Linked DNA regions of Danio rerio: region 2 is linked to region 1. Evidence: chromatin contacts called from public Hi-C data. All regions are on one chromosome and are shown on one strand. Each heading gives the region's core, a stretch centred on a gene start, on an enhancer-like site or on the middle of the called end of the contact. The rest is flanking DNA. Distances are from core to core; before and after follow the strand shown.

Region 1 (7,107 bases), core at 419-2,918:
TTTTTATTTATTTATTTATTATATTTAGTTATGTGTACATTTATTTAAGCATAAAGATGTTGTTGATTAGAAGGCATTTTCCTTTTTCTTTTTATTAACTCAATGCCACAAGAACGAGAGGTATTACATTTCATATAGTTTCTGAAAGATATATATATATATATATATTATATATTATATAAATATAAACATTAAAGTAAAATAACATTTACATGAAATTAAATTTTTTCAGAGCATTACATGTTGTCAGTGCTTTTTTGTTTCGTAATTGTTTTAAAAGATTTACATATACTTTGAAGTCATTCAGAAAATGGGTAAAGTTGGGTTTACATTGAGCCCACTTTTTCTTATGTATATGGTATTTTCCTAACAGCATAAACAAATTAAAAATATATTGTCCTTTACAGTTCAAGTTCCATTATCAGAATAAAACATCAAACAACCCAATTTCTATCTTATACTTATTATTTTTTTAACAATTCCAAATCTTTCCAAAATATTCTTGAGTAAATACAATGAAAAAAAAAAGATACAAAATTGTTTCATTTTCTTGACCACAAAATTTACACATTAATGAAATATTAAGTTTCAATCTTTCAGGGAGGCATCTTCCTTACTGTCCATTACAAGTCCATAAATAATGTCATTCACATTAAAGATCTTGAGGTGTGGAATCTTTGGGTAAAGCCAGACATAAACATCTGACCATAATGCATCCACAAACATCCAATGAAAAAACAAATGATCTGTTGTTTCACTTGCAAACAAACAATTTCAAGCGCATGCATATAACAACTGACAGAATATGGAGGATGAATCCTATTGAGGACTACACTTGATTTTGATTTTATTAAATATAAAATAAAACAAGTGAATGTGTTAAATGAGAATTTGACATATTTTATGGCGTACTTCAGAAAATAAAGAGGATTTAATAGTCAAAAATTCTTTATTTTGGTTATATCTTTAAATAAATTGGTCTTACATTTTATCCTTGCAGACATAACCGACAAAACCACAAACCAACATATCAAACATTTGGTAGAGGTTGATATTTTAGAAATTATTGGATGTATTGAAAACAAATGCATTGAGCGTGTTAACTATAGCGACATTAGGAGTTAAGAAATGCAACATTAGCTTCTTGCTTGGACAGTTAAAGGGTTAACATTTAAATTACAATAATGAAATAAATTAGATAAATGATTTATAAGAATTAAATCAATACAAAATGACAAGTTTCTATTACATAACTTTCAAGTACAATGTTTAAACGAATTTCTGTGAATACATGAATGGCAGAATTAACAAGAAGCCTTGTAATGACACTAGCTGCTTAAATAAACAATTCAAATATTATATTTGACGTGTTGTGTTTCGCTGTGTTGAAGTTTTATATTTTCGAGGACTTGTTCGTGCCTCGATGAATTAAAAAACGATGACATCTATTGGCAGAAAACAAAACTGCGTGCATAACCTTTCACCTTCAACCTCTCTGTTTAGCAAAGAACGAAGAGATAAAATAGGCAATTTTATACATTTTATACAGTTTTAAAGAATTGTATGTGTTAAAGTTTTGTGAGCATAACATTTTTACAAAGTAATGTTCTCTCGGTTTATTAATCGCAGCTCGGTGACCTTACGCCATGTTGTGAGAAGCGCGCATGCGCACAGTGGAGGAGAGAGACAGACTGAGGTCGACTAAAGGGTTTTAGAAAATTCACCTTTAAATTAAAGGCTGAAAATGCCGCAGGATTACAATAAAGATGCGTATCCAGAGCCTCCCTCTCGGACTCCGATGGAGAATAAACAAACGGCGGTACCGAATCCCGCTGTGCTGATTACAAAGGTCTTCTACTACACGGTGGATCTGCCAGTGAGCACATTCAGAGGTGAAGTACTGCACACTAGCGTACTCGAGGCGGTGTTTACCTCTGCTTATTCGTCTGCTGTCATTTACAGTTGCCTTTGTGGTGTTAAAATCGCACATATAATAATAGACATGGATTTGTGTGTTTATATAGCGCAATGCATTGTGTAAGGTTTGTATTGGTGCTGGTAAATCTTCGATTTCTACTTATATCTACTGTAATCTAATTTCTTAAATACTGTTTAGATTAGCTGGTGCAGGTTCCTAATTGACCATATTTGGATAACTTACAGTACCAGTTATTACGATAAGAATAAAGATTGGTACACAGTAAACCTCTAATACTTCTCACAGGTTACTAAAACGCTTTAATTTCATAATTGAATAAAGACATCTTTATAAGCAGTTAATCATATCGATTTATAAATGTTCTAAACAGTATTATTGGTAGTTTTTAACCTTTCAGATTAAATAAATGTAAATAAAAGCACAATGCCAAGCTGATGGGTTTGATTCTCAGGAAAGTGACCAAAGTACAAACTGATTAAAATGAGTCTTTAGAGCATGGTATGTGTCGTCTTATAAAAATCTTCGGTCAAATGCATACTCTAAATGCCTACAGAAAGGAGAAACTGACATTTTATTTAGTTTGTGCAGCCTCTTTTAAAGTTACTGTTCATCTAAAAATGTAAATTTACTTATGTACTCACCATCAGGCCATACAAGATTCAATTATTTTAATCAGTAGAATAATTTTGCTATCTTGTATTTAATGAATCATAAAGAACCATAGTTTCAGTTTTCTTCAACTGAAGAAGAAAAATAACCTGCATCTTGAAAGTTACATTTCAGAATGTGTGGGTCTGTATTTGAAGATTTGGTCTTTTTCCTCATAAGTGGGGTTTTTTTTTAATAAAAGAAGTGCTTTTTAGTTTACCTTCATTAGCTTTATAGTTGTAATTACAGCCTTAAACAATTAAATTCCTAAATACTTTAAAAGGCTAACATAATACACATCGATATAATAACAAAACACCATTTTGTACTGGTATAATAAATCTAAATATCTTCTTGTCTTTTCTTGTGTTTCTTGATCTTTATTTTATTGTCTGATTCATGTTCTACCAGGCATCGTTGAGAGCTTTCGTGGGGATAAAAAGGCCTACTACTACCACCAGAAGTTTCGCCGTGTTCCTGAACTGACCCAATGCCAGCAGGGAGATTTTCTGTGCTATTATGAGGCTGAAATGCAATGGAGGAGAGACTAGTATGTCAAATTCCTTTTTACAAAAATATTGCAATTATATTGCATAGGGATGCTCATTTCGGTTAATTTCGCCAACCAACAACTGCTGCTCATTAACCGAATATTAACCGTTGACTAGTCAGATTAATATTAAATACTTATTTAAAAAAAATAAGTATGTTTATTGACAATATACATAACATTATGTAGAATGTAAGAATACAAAGAATATCAGGACTTTAAAAAAAAAATTAGCAAAAGACAAATAATAATAACAATAAAAAAAAATACAAATACAACCCACCCCGCCACCCCACAAATTTTGTCAAAACATTTCTCCTTTTGATGTTACGTAAAGACAGTTGAAATGGTTGATGGTAAAAATAAATAAAAGCAATAATGTCCAGAAATGATGCACAAATAAATTACATTTACATATATGATAAAACATTAAATTAAAACAATAACATAAAATAAGAGAAAGTAAGAACAACAACAACAACAAAAAAAGACTAGCAAAACTAATAATAATTATACGAAACAATCAATTATTAAGGTTAGAGAGGTAATGTGTCAATAAAAGATCCCCAAATATAATCCCTAATTTGATGCTATAAGTCGGTGGGTTTTTGTCTGACAGAATACAGTCTTTTCTCAGGAGTACTATAAGATACAAGCTTATTGATCCAGAGTTTTTTCTCAGGGCGGTTCTCAGATTTCCATTTTTGAAGTATACATTTCTTAGCTGCAGTGCTTGCTAGCAAAAAAAAATGATGATAATAAACAATTTTTTAATAAAAAAAATTGACCTGTTTATTTTTTGTCTGACAAGTTAAATATTGCATTTTAAAATACTGATTTATTTTAACGTGAACAACAGCATACAGAACAGAACTACAGGACAACTGTAAGCACCTGCAGCGCTTCCGACAGCATAGAAAAACAGAAAAAACTAAATAAAAAGAATAAAATAAATGGTCCTGCCCTAGATATTTTTGTTTTAAATGACAATTTTAAATTACAAAATGAAAACACTGACAGAATAATTTTTAAAAACCGGCATATTCTGTTTGTCCAATCATATGTTTTTTTGGCAAATAAAAATAGCAGGTTTCCTCAAATCGATCGCTCCACAGAAAATATGCATTCAATCAATGAAAACTCGGCTTTCATTTGATTGTAGAATGAAAAAGACGCGACTGACCTCAACCGCTTTTTCCGCTCAGAGTTTACTTTATTTTAACTGTGAGCACGCAGCGCACAACGACATAAACGCGAGGTGCGCAGGGCGCCACAAAACACTTGCGGCCGTCAGTAAACCATTCAAAAGATTTCCCTCTCAATCCAAAAAGTGTATTCGTTGTGATTGATCCGTTATGCAGCCAAACTTTAAAAATATATAAAATAATATATTTTTTAATCATTTAATTGATACCATTAATCGGTTACAAACGCACCCTTTCGGATAACGGTTAATCGATTATTATGAGCACCCCTAATGTTGCAAAATTAAGCCACTTCAAGTCAACATGAAATCAATGTTTTATTGATTAATTCATTTAAAAAATTGTCAGTTATCAGTCAATATTTCAGCAAATACTAGGCCGTAAACATAAGTAAATAGTGCTATTCCACCTAGCTTGCTTTACTGAGGTGAAAATGGTTTATATATTGTCATTGGTTCTTTTTTAAACAATGACAGTCTGTGACGCGCTTCATATACTGTTTACCATGCTCCTCTGAATATTCATTCTGCATGCCACCGACCAACCACTAAGCATACAGTAGTCCCTTCAGAACAAAGTGTGAGACCAGCAATTCTGGCATGCATGAAATATTTCACATTGCACAAGTTTTGCTTGCTAACTACATAACTGTAAACGTGCAGTTTTCTGTTCAGAATTGTAGTATTATAAAGTACTGTAAAGTTTACTAACTGGCGAATGACATGATCTAGATGGGTTGTCTGCTGTCAGGTGTGCTTGTTCATGATTTCAGGAGGCGTGGCTTTGGACTGTGTTTCGAAGATATTATGCTAACCGGTTAGCATTTTTGCAGATCACCCACTGCACCTTTAAATAGAAGCCATTTATTTAAACATCACAACAGGGTTGAGAAGACAGCATTTTATTTAATGAAAATGTATACGTTTAACTTTACCTGCCTGTATTTTTGCTCACTGTTTGTTGTCTTTTCTTCTGCAGTAAGGTGGATCAGGAGATTGTGAAGGTGATGCAGAATCGCCTGAAGGCCTGTCAGCAGCGTGAGGGTCACAGCTACGTGCAGAACTGCCAAAAGGAAATTAAGCAGTTTAAAGAAACATCCCTGGCCTTTCAGTCACGCTGTGAGTATTTAGTGCAGTATTGATGTGTTATTGGTGACCAAACAGAGCATCTGTTTCCTTTTCCTTCATCTTCTTCTTCTGCTATGTCTATGAAAGGGCTTGCAGGAAAGTTACAAAATTTGGCTAGTAAACTTGCCTAGCTTAAATTATTGAATCGGATTAGACCGTTAGCATCTTGCTGATAAAGGATTGATAATTTGAAATTTTTTTATTTCAAGCTTGTTCAAGTGTAGTTATATTGTATACTAAGATCGATAACAAATGATATTACGCAGCACTGTTACCTACCTGGGGACTATTTTTCTGGTGCTGTGTAATATTGTGCTTTCTGAGACATGGTACGTTGATAATTACCCTAGAATGAGAAAACAAATTTCCATCAGTCTTAGTACGTAATGTAACTACAGAAGGGTCAAGCTACAAATAGGACAATTATCGACACTCTTTTGAGCGAGATGCTAATGTTCTAATACGATTCAGTGATCTATGCTAAGCTAACAGTGCTCCCGCCAGACCCTGAAGTCAACTTACTGGATTTAAAAATGGTACAACTTAACTGTTTAACCCTAGGGCACTTGTAAAATGAGCTTATTTCTAAAAAAACAAACAAAAAAAACAAAAACAAAGTGGAGTGTTCCTTAACTGGGGCAGTTCTGAATTCTCTTTCTCAATCACTCTGTCTGCTACCTGTCCTTACTTTTTTATAGTTGTTTATCCTATCCTTATCCTAACCTTTGTACTGGAAAAGCTGGAAACAGAATCGGTTTTCTCTCTTATTCTATGAATCAGGACAATGTCATTCAACTCAATGACATTTTTCATTATGACAAGTTTTCTCTGACGTTCTGAATTAAAACACGCACAAATCTTCGAGACTATTGGTCCAATATTCACAAACAATGAACCCAATCTTCTTCAGAAAGTGGCTTTACTTAAAGTAGTTATTAGGGTTGTCTTGATATTGGAATTCGATACCAATCGGTACTGAAATGTAAAAATCTTTCATTTGCAGCGCTTATTAGCCATTGTGTTCACGTGCTCAACAGAAGTGACTGTGATTGGGCGTGAAGGTCATCACTTTACCAAACTCACCGCTGATTACGGAGTGTAACCACAAGTATAGGGACACTGGAGCGTTTTAAAGTCACGTCTGGTTTGCTGGTTTGTCTATAAGCTGACATATGAGCAATCCACTGATGAATCGCAGCTTAAAAACGCTCTGCGAAATGGACGTTTTTAAAATTTCAGTACTGATTGGCGTCGAATTCCACTATCTTGACAACCCTAGTTGTTAATTAAATAAACACAACTAATAAAACAAATTGGACAAAGAGTTTACCTAATTGGTTATGACAACAAACATGTGTAGTTTCTTGCTCAGTGGGTGGACACGAGAAACATTGACATTTTTATGTTTAAGTGTGTTACTAAAGCATAAACATATTACTCTGGCCAACAATCATAAGACTGCTGTTTTTATATTTGATGCAGCATACCGATATGACTGAAATATTGTCTTCCTGTGTTCACAATTTTTAGATATTTATTCAGTGTATTTTATCAATGCAAAGTTGAAAGGTTACAAATCTCAATGTATCTTTTCAACATGAGCTAAAGATTTAAACAGTTTTTGGGCCAGCGTTTATC
Region 2 (6,536 bases), core at 3,485-5,984, 160 kb before region 1:
TTTTTACATATTTTATCACTTGTATTTTTATTTTATTGTATTACTTAATTTTTACTTAGCCCTTTGTTTGCTTCAAATAAATAAATAAATAAATATATAATATACTGTATAGAAAACACAAACTAAATCATTCAGTGCAACAATTATATATCATATAGTGAGGCATATTTAGAACAATAATAACTTTGATGACCTAATAAAATACTGCAGGGCCAAAATAAATCATTGTCATTTTATAATTTTTTTAACGTTAATCTGTACTTTTCTTTATTCAACAAGTTTTTAATAAATTAAGATATTTTATTTTTATATACAATTAAAATATAATTATGAAAATGATTTTACCCAGATTTCGACATTTTCTTTACATATAAGTTGTTTTAACATTTAAGAATATGCCTTCCAGAGGATCACATTTTACAGAACAAAACTTAACTTACTCAAAGTGCTGATGTGTGTTTTTAGCCTCTTAACAACTATGGATTTAACACTGGTTACACATGAACTGGTTTTGGGAACCTTTAAATGCCCCATGTCAAGGGTGATGACCTGTCATTTCTGTTACAGGGGTTAGTCATCAGCCAAGTGAAAAAGGTGGTCTATTGTTAACACTTTAAGCCCTACACAAATTAAATGCATAACTAGTTTGTGCACATTAAAAGACAATTCTATAAAGATAGAATTTCATATTTAAAACCACTGATTAAATGTAAGCGCGCGCACTTCATTGAGCTCTTGCGATAGATAGATAGATAGATAGATAGATAGATAGATAGATAGATAGATAGATAGATAGATAGATAGATAGATAGATAGATAGATAGATAGATAGATAGATATTTAAAACAACTTATTTGATGCAAGAAAACGAGCGGGCACACTATTGAACTCTTGCGGTCGCGCGCATACATGCATTAAATAGCACATTTAACTATTAAACATGTTAGCAAAGTGCAAACAACATTTCAAGAAAAACCAAAAATGAACCTTAGAAAATTGTTAAACCCTTGTCAGAATACAGTAGTCATTTTAATTATTATTAGAAATTTCCGATGTGCTTAAATTGCCTAAACGTACTTACCCTAAAGAGCAAACTAAAATAAATCAAGTTAGCGCCGTTTTGCTTTAAAACCAAAACAATTACCAATTAAACTACAATTAAAACTCAAACAGCTATAATTGTTCTCACATTTATTTCAGTGTTATATTGACTGTTTTTTTTACATCTGAATCATAAAACACAAGACAGTCCAAAATCAATAAACCAATGAAAACATACAGTATACAAACACAAAAACATTTGACACATTGAACATCTGTGACTGCTATTTATAGGCCTAAATGCGTTTTAAACATTTACATTTTAACTTTAAAGCAAAGATCACAGTACATAAGCCGTAGATGGTATTAACGGGTTTTTAAAAGTATACACGGATTTGCTATATCAAGTTCATGGCGACATCTTGTGGACTGAACTTCTTCAACAAGCGCTTTTGTTAATAAATCTACAGAAATGTAATTTTGATATCAATTTTAATTTGAAACCACCGTGATTAGGAAAACGTTTTGTGTTTCTATGTGTTATTAAAATAATGTTCATATTGTTTAGTCAACAGCCATGATTTATTCCAGAAATAATTTCTTCCCCTATAGATTATTAAAAATGAAAACTTACGTTTATCCCCTTACAGTGGTTTCTGTTTCCGACAGTGTGGGATTGCGGTGGCTTTTTTATAATTGTTAAATCATAAAAATACGAATAAATTTTGCAGCTATAATAATAATAATAGTAATTAATTTTATAGATTTACAGTACACGGTAGGTAATTAAAAATAAGCCTGAAACCGAGTGAATATCTTTGGACGAATGGTTGGATCATTCGCAGATTGTTCACCCCAATTTTTGAAAGACATCAGATCTTAATGATCTACTTCACCCAAGAAGGTCGGCATGCTTTTGAGATTAAGCTATATATGATATATAGGTTTATTTTTTTATGTTTAATCGTTTACAGTAACTGGGTCTGTAATAAAAACATCGACGTATGGTTTATTAATTCGATTAGGCTAACATAAGACTGGATAGAAACTGAATATACGGAAAAAAACGTAAAATTAGCGAAGAATTGGATGAAATCAATAATGCACTAAATAACCAATTACATTTGAACATTTTCTTTGTTTTCTTCCCCTCTGCAAAAGCCGAACCGTTAATTCCGGGTTAATATAATGTCGTTTTAATTATATTAATACGATTTAATTGTTGTCTACGAGTTGCTACTTGAGCGACTTGAAATCAATTCGTACCAATCAAATACCTGTGTAGTTTTTAAAGAGGGGAAAAGATATCGTAAGTCATATATTGAGCAGAAAAACGAAAAATGATTCTGAAGCGGAAATTTTTAGGCCTAAAACAAGTTTATGAATGCATGTAGCTTATTTCCCTTCATGCCTTTTAAAGGGTGTGCTTTAATAGAGACTACCGTTTGGACCTTCAAGTATGTACAAAATCTATCCGGAAAAAATAAGTTCATAAAAAGGGACTAAACAATATGTCCCTTTAAAAGGTGCATTACGTTGAAACGTTAGTATATGTTAACAGCTTCTATGCCCTACATTCATAATAAAGCTGACCAAGGCAACCAAAAGGGGTAAAGTTACATAAAAATCTGGGGAAATAGAAAAATAAACTTCATTTTCATAGAAAACGTGAATGGAAATGTAGGCTAAACATATACTATATATATTTTTGCATTATATACACGATTGAAAGACTTTATAGACTAGAAATGATATAGAAATGTAAGTTTTTTTTTCTACTTTGATTACAATATATCATCATACATACATAAACTATCTCATCATCTGTTTTCTTTAAAGAACCCTTTGTCTGTTGAACTCTCTTTTATGGTTACAGTCAATGAGTTACTTGTTACATCAGTAACAACAATTTTCTCCATATTCTTCAAACAAGGCAGCCAGGACTGGTCTGTATCATCTACAAAGCTCAGAGAGAGCTGCTCTCTGGTTTGATCAGTGGATCGAAATAGATTGTTTTTGGGAGGATGCTTCATCTTGGCTTGTTGGTTTATGGCACCACCAGAGCCAACCTTTTGTCGATGTCCCAAAATGCCTAGCCCAGCTTTTAAGAAGCTTCCACCATGTGAAAATTTCACATCACTGGATCTGCTTCCCATTTGCTTCCCATCATGGGTGGTTTCTGCTTTGTATTTCTGGGTAAAATGCATGATATCACAGTTAGAGGTCTCTCCTGATCTCTCGGTTTTGGAAGGGCGGTAAGATAACGATTCATCTGCCTTTCTTTTAATGCCTTCAGAGGATGACCCTCCAGCTGGATGCATTTTTGGCTTTGGTCCTCGCTTTTTTGGTGAGTTGGCAAAATCAAGTGGGCACTGGATTGAAGTGCCATGTGTCAGGGTGTCTCTTTCAGAGTCTGGTGGACGCACACGAACACTTTCACCTCTGTTAATGGTGCTAGGTGGAAAGATTGTTGGCACAACTGTCCGCAGTCCCTCACGTGCTCTGGGTGTCACAACAGGTTCTGCTACTGGAAAAGACACACGTATATCTCTGGACATCTCTCGTCCAAACTCATAGGTTTTGCTTTTTGCTTTAGCTTTTGCCTGCAAAAAATTAAATGCATATTTTTAAAACTCAAGATATTTCACAAATTCAATGATAATTTAAATGCATTAAAGTGTGATGTATTTTATAATAATAAAAATATTTAAAAAATGTTCAGAGATAATAAAAAAAACGTCACCTTCATTAGAAACGTTTCTGGTTTAGGTCCTCTCTTTTTTGGCCCATACATCTCCCTCTCACGCTCCCTGCAATATGTAAAAAAATTATTATACACAGAAATGCTACTTTAAAGCACACAAATCAATTTCTTTATGTAGGCTACTGTAATTATATAAACAACGAAGTAATGTTTACCTTTCTTCAAAAGCAGCGAAAAGACGCTCATCCAGAATATTCTCCTCTGGCTCCCAGGTGCTGTATCTGCACCGATAATTGCATGTTAAATTATTCCAAAATCATAACGTTCAAAACTGATTACATATAGGTTTCTAGTATCATTTTTTTTTTCTTTTACCAATAACTTGCGTGCATCAATTGCATTTTTAAAAATGCAAACAAAATCAAACCCAAGCATAAATCATATGTACAGACACTTTCATTAAAAGCATATACAGTGTTTCCCATACAAGTCTAAATGATGTCAATTAATCATTTTTAAACGCTGTATGACTGTCTCCAATCACTGGCCTTGCCAGCCAACATTCACGAGAGCCCCGTTACACAGTCTGTGCTCCAGCCGTGCTAACACTGAGCGAGTCCGGGCAGCCTTAACCCGCTCCTTCCGTTACAACAACAGCCGCTATCGTGTCATTACCACTCACTTTTGAGACCAGCCTTTCCATTTGACCAGATACTCCATCCGCCCCTGAAAGCGAAAGCACAGAGAGACTCAAATTAGCAAGCTAACGCTGCTAAGCTAACATATCGCGTGGAAAATGTCATTTCGGCAAGCATAAACAAACATCCAGGCGGCTCTACTGCAGAGCTGAAGCCCCGACGAGCACTTACTCTCCTTATGCGCCGTTTAATGATGGATTCAGCGGCGAAGACCCGCTCCCCGACGGCAGAGAGCTCCATGTTTACTTCAACCTCGCAGCTATTTTTTCCCCTCTCAGCCTCTGCCTGAATAATCCTCGATAGCCCATAATACTCGATCCGAAGAGACGTCATCACGTTCTAAACTGTTACCATGGCACTGCGGGACGGCGGTACTGTGTGACTGGCGCTCCCGCTCTCAGAGGCGGAGACTAGAGGACGAGACGAGCTCGCAAAATGACATTTACGAATGTTTTGAAGGCAAACATGCCGTGTTTATTTCGTAAACTAATGTGCAGAGACCGCATTCGGGACGTTTCCTAAGTCCCCATGTCGCATGTGTATCTCAACACAAGGCGAAACGTCCAAATGCGGCTTGTTTATTCTGTTTAATTCTGCCAATAACCTAAATAACAGGTGTTGCGGGTCGATGTCATAATGAATTTTGTTTTGTTTATGTTTTTTATTTATATATAGATCTAAAATTCACGCTTGTTCTGGTTAAACGCCCACATGTGAATGAAACGCGCCATCTCGGATTCTGCGCCTCCATTTTCCCCGCCATGTCTCGCAATCCCTTAAATGGATATTTACTATAGGCATAGGCTACAAATAAAAATATAATACAATATGTATAAATACATAGAATACAAAGCCTATAAATCCACTTATGAACTCAATAATGCTTGGTCCTTTGTTCGGCTATTCGGGTTAGATAGGCTAATGTGCAATATTGTAAATACCATAAACGACTTCTTAAAAGATTTAGAGATTTTATCGATTATTTGAAAATCATCGTGCGTGCCTTTAGCCTAATTTAAATAATGACACGCAATACGTTTTAATCATTTCTTTCTTTCTTTCTGTCTTTCTTTCTTTCTTTCTTTCTTTCTATCTTTCTTTCTTTCTTTATAATAAAATCATTGCCTTTAAATAGCTACTATAAAATGACAAATTTCACTGTTTCCGACAAACAATTCTCTTGAGTCGTTTTCCGTTTTAGGTTAAGCCTATTTCGTGTTTCTTTTAAGTGTAAAATATTATATTAAATCTAAAGGCTATTTGGTACATTAGCCTAGGCTATATTTTACTCAAAAATATTTTTTTTTACTTTTCTCAATACTATTTTCATAAATTATGTAAAATTTGATGAATATGATTTAATCTTTTAAAAACCTGCTTTTATTTCAATCAGATTTTTTTTCACGATTTATTTATTGCAACTGATAATAATCTAAATTTAATGCCATTCATGTTTTCGTTTCGCCTATTATTTGTTTCGATTCGATTAATTAAATGCTATCGGGGAAAACATTTATAGGTTATAATAATAATAATAATAATAATAATAATAATAATAATTATTATTATTATTATTATTTTAATTATTATTATTGTTATATTATTATTATTGTTGTAGATTCAATATAATTAGGCTACTGTCATTACGAAAATAAATAACAAGCACAAATGTTTGTTTTATAAATAAATGCAAGCTTAAATTTGTGTCGGGTGAAAAAAGGTTACATTATGAAGCAACAAGACATCTCCAGTGCAGGCCAAATTATCGAAAGTAGCCTATTTGAATAAACTTGTTTTTATTTAGTTAATTGATAAATTAGGCAAAGTTAACACCTGATTTCTGTCCTTGTTATTGTTACAATTTCTCCTAGATCTAATCACATGCAATTAACCACAAATAAATCTGCGTTAATCGCTTGCAGTGAATTTGAAATGCATGAATAGCCGCTGATTATTTTTTAAAATCGATACATCTTACAAATTAAATATATTAGTCCTATATTAGTATATATTAGTACAAAATATTAGTAGCCTATATTAATGTATAGAAATGCGACTCGGCATTTCAAAAAATATTTATATTTAAACGAGGT

The links. Hi-C and Micro-C count contacts between places; a contact is called where the count stands out from the background.
Region 2: a Hi-C map of an unstated tissue shows a contact between it and region 1, with 2.4 times the contacts expected there. The contact joins the promoter of cbx8a here to the promoter of ndufb10 in region 1. A contact is called at or near these places in 1 of 18 Hi-C or Micro-C datasets (an unstated tissue) and 1 of 4 datasets of contacts at active chromatin or transcription factors (embryo).

The regions. Positions count from the first base shown.
Region 1 is chr3:17,186,908-17,194,014 of GRCz12tu, reverse strand. It overlaps ndufb10 (NADH:ubiquinone oxidoreductase subunit B10), which reads left to right and starts at 1,668. Exons shown (of 4, transcript NM_200730.1): 1 at 1,668-1,892; 2 at 2,999-3,137; 3 at 5,321-5,460. The coding sequence starts at 1,745. It overlaps LOC141381170 (a long non-coding RNA gene), which reads right to left. Exons shown (of 2, transcript XR_012400910.1): 1 at 5,277-7,107; 2 at 3,264-5,182.
Region 2 is chr3:17,347,577-17,354,112 of GRCz12tu, reverse strand. It overlaps cbx8a (chromobox homolog 8a (Pc class homolog, Drosophila)), which reads right to left and starts at 4,734. Exons shown (of 5, transcript NM_205616.2): 1 at 4,615-4,734; 2 at 4,428-4,471; 3 at 3,961-4,026; 4 at 3,785-3,851; 5 at 1,179-3,644. The coding sequence starts at 4,683. The coding sequence ends at 2,862. It overlaps aqp8b (aquaporin 8b), which reads left to right. Exons shown (of 5, transcript NM_001114910.3): 5 at 1-15.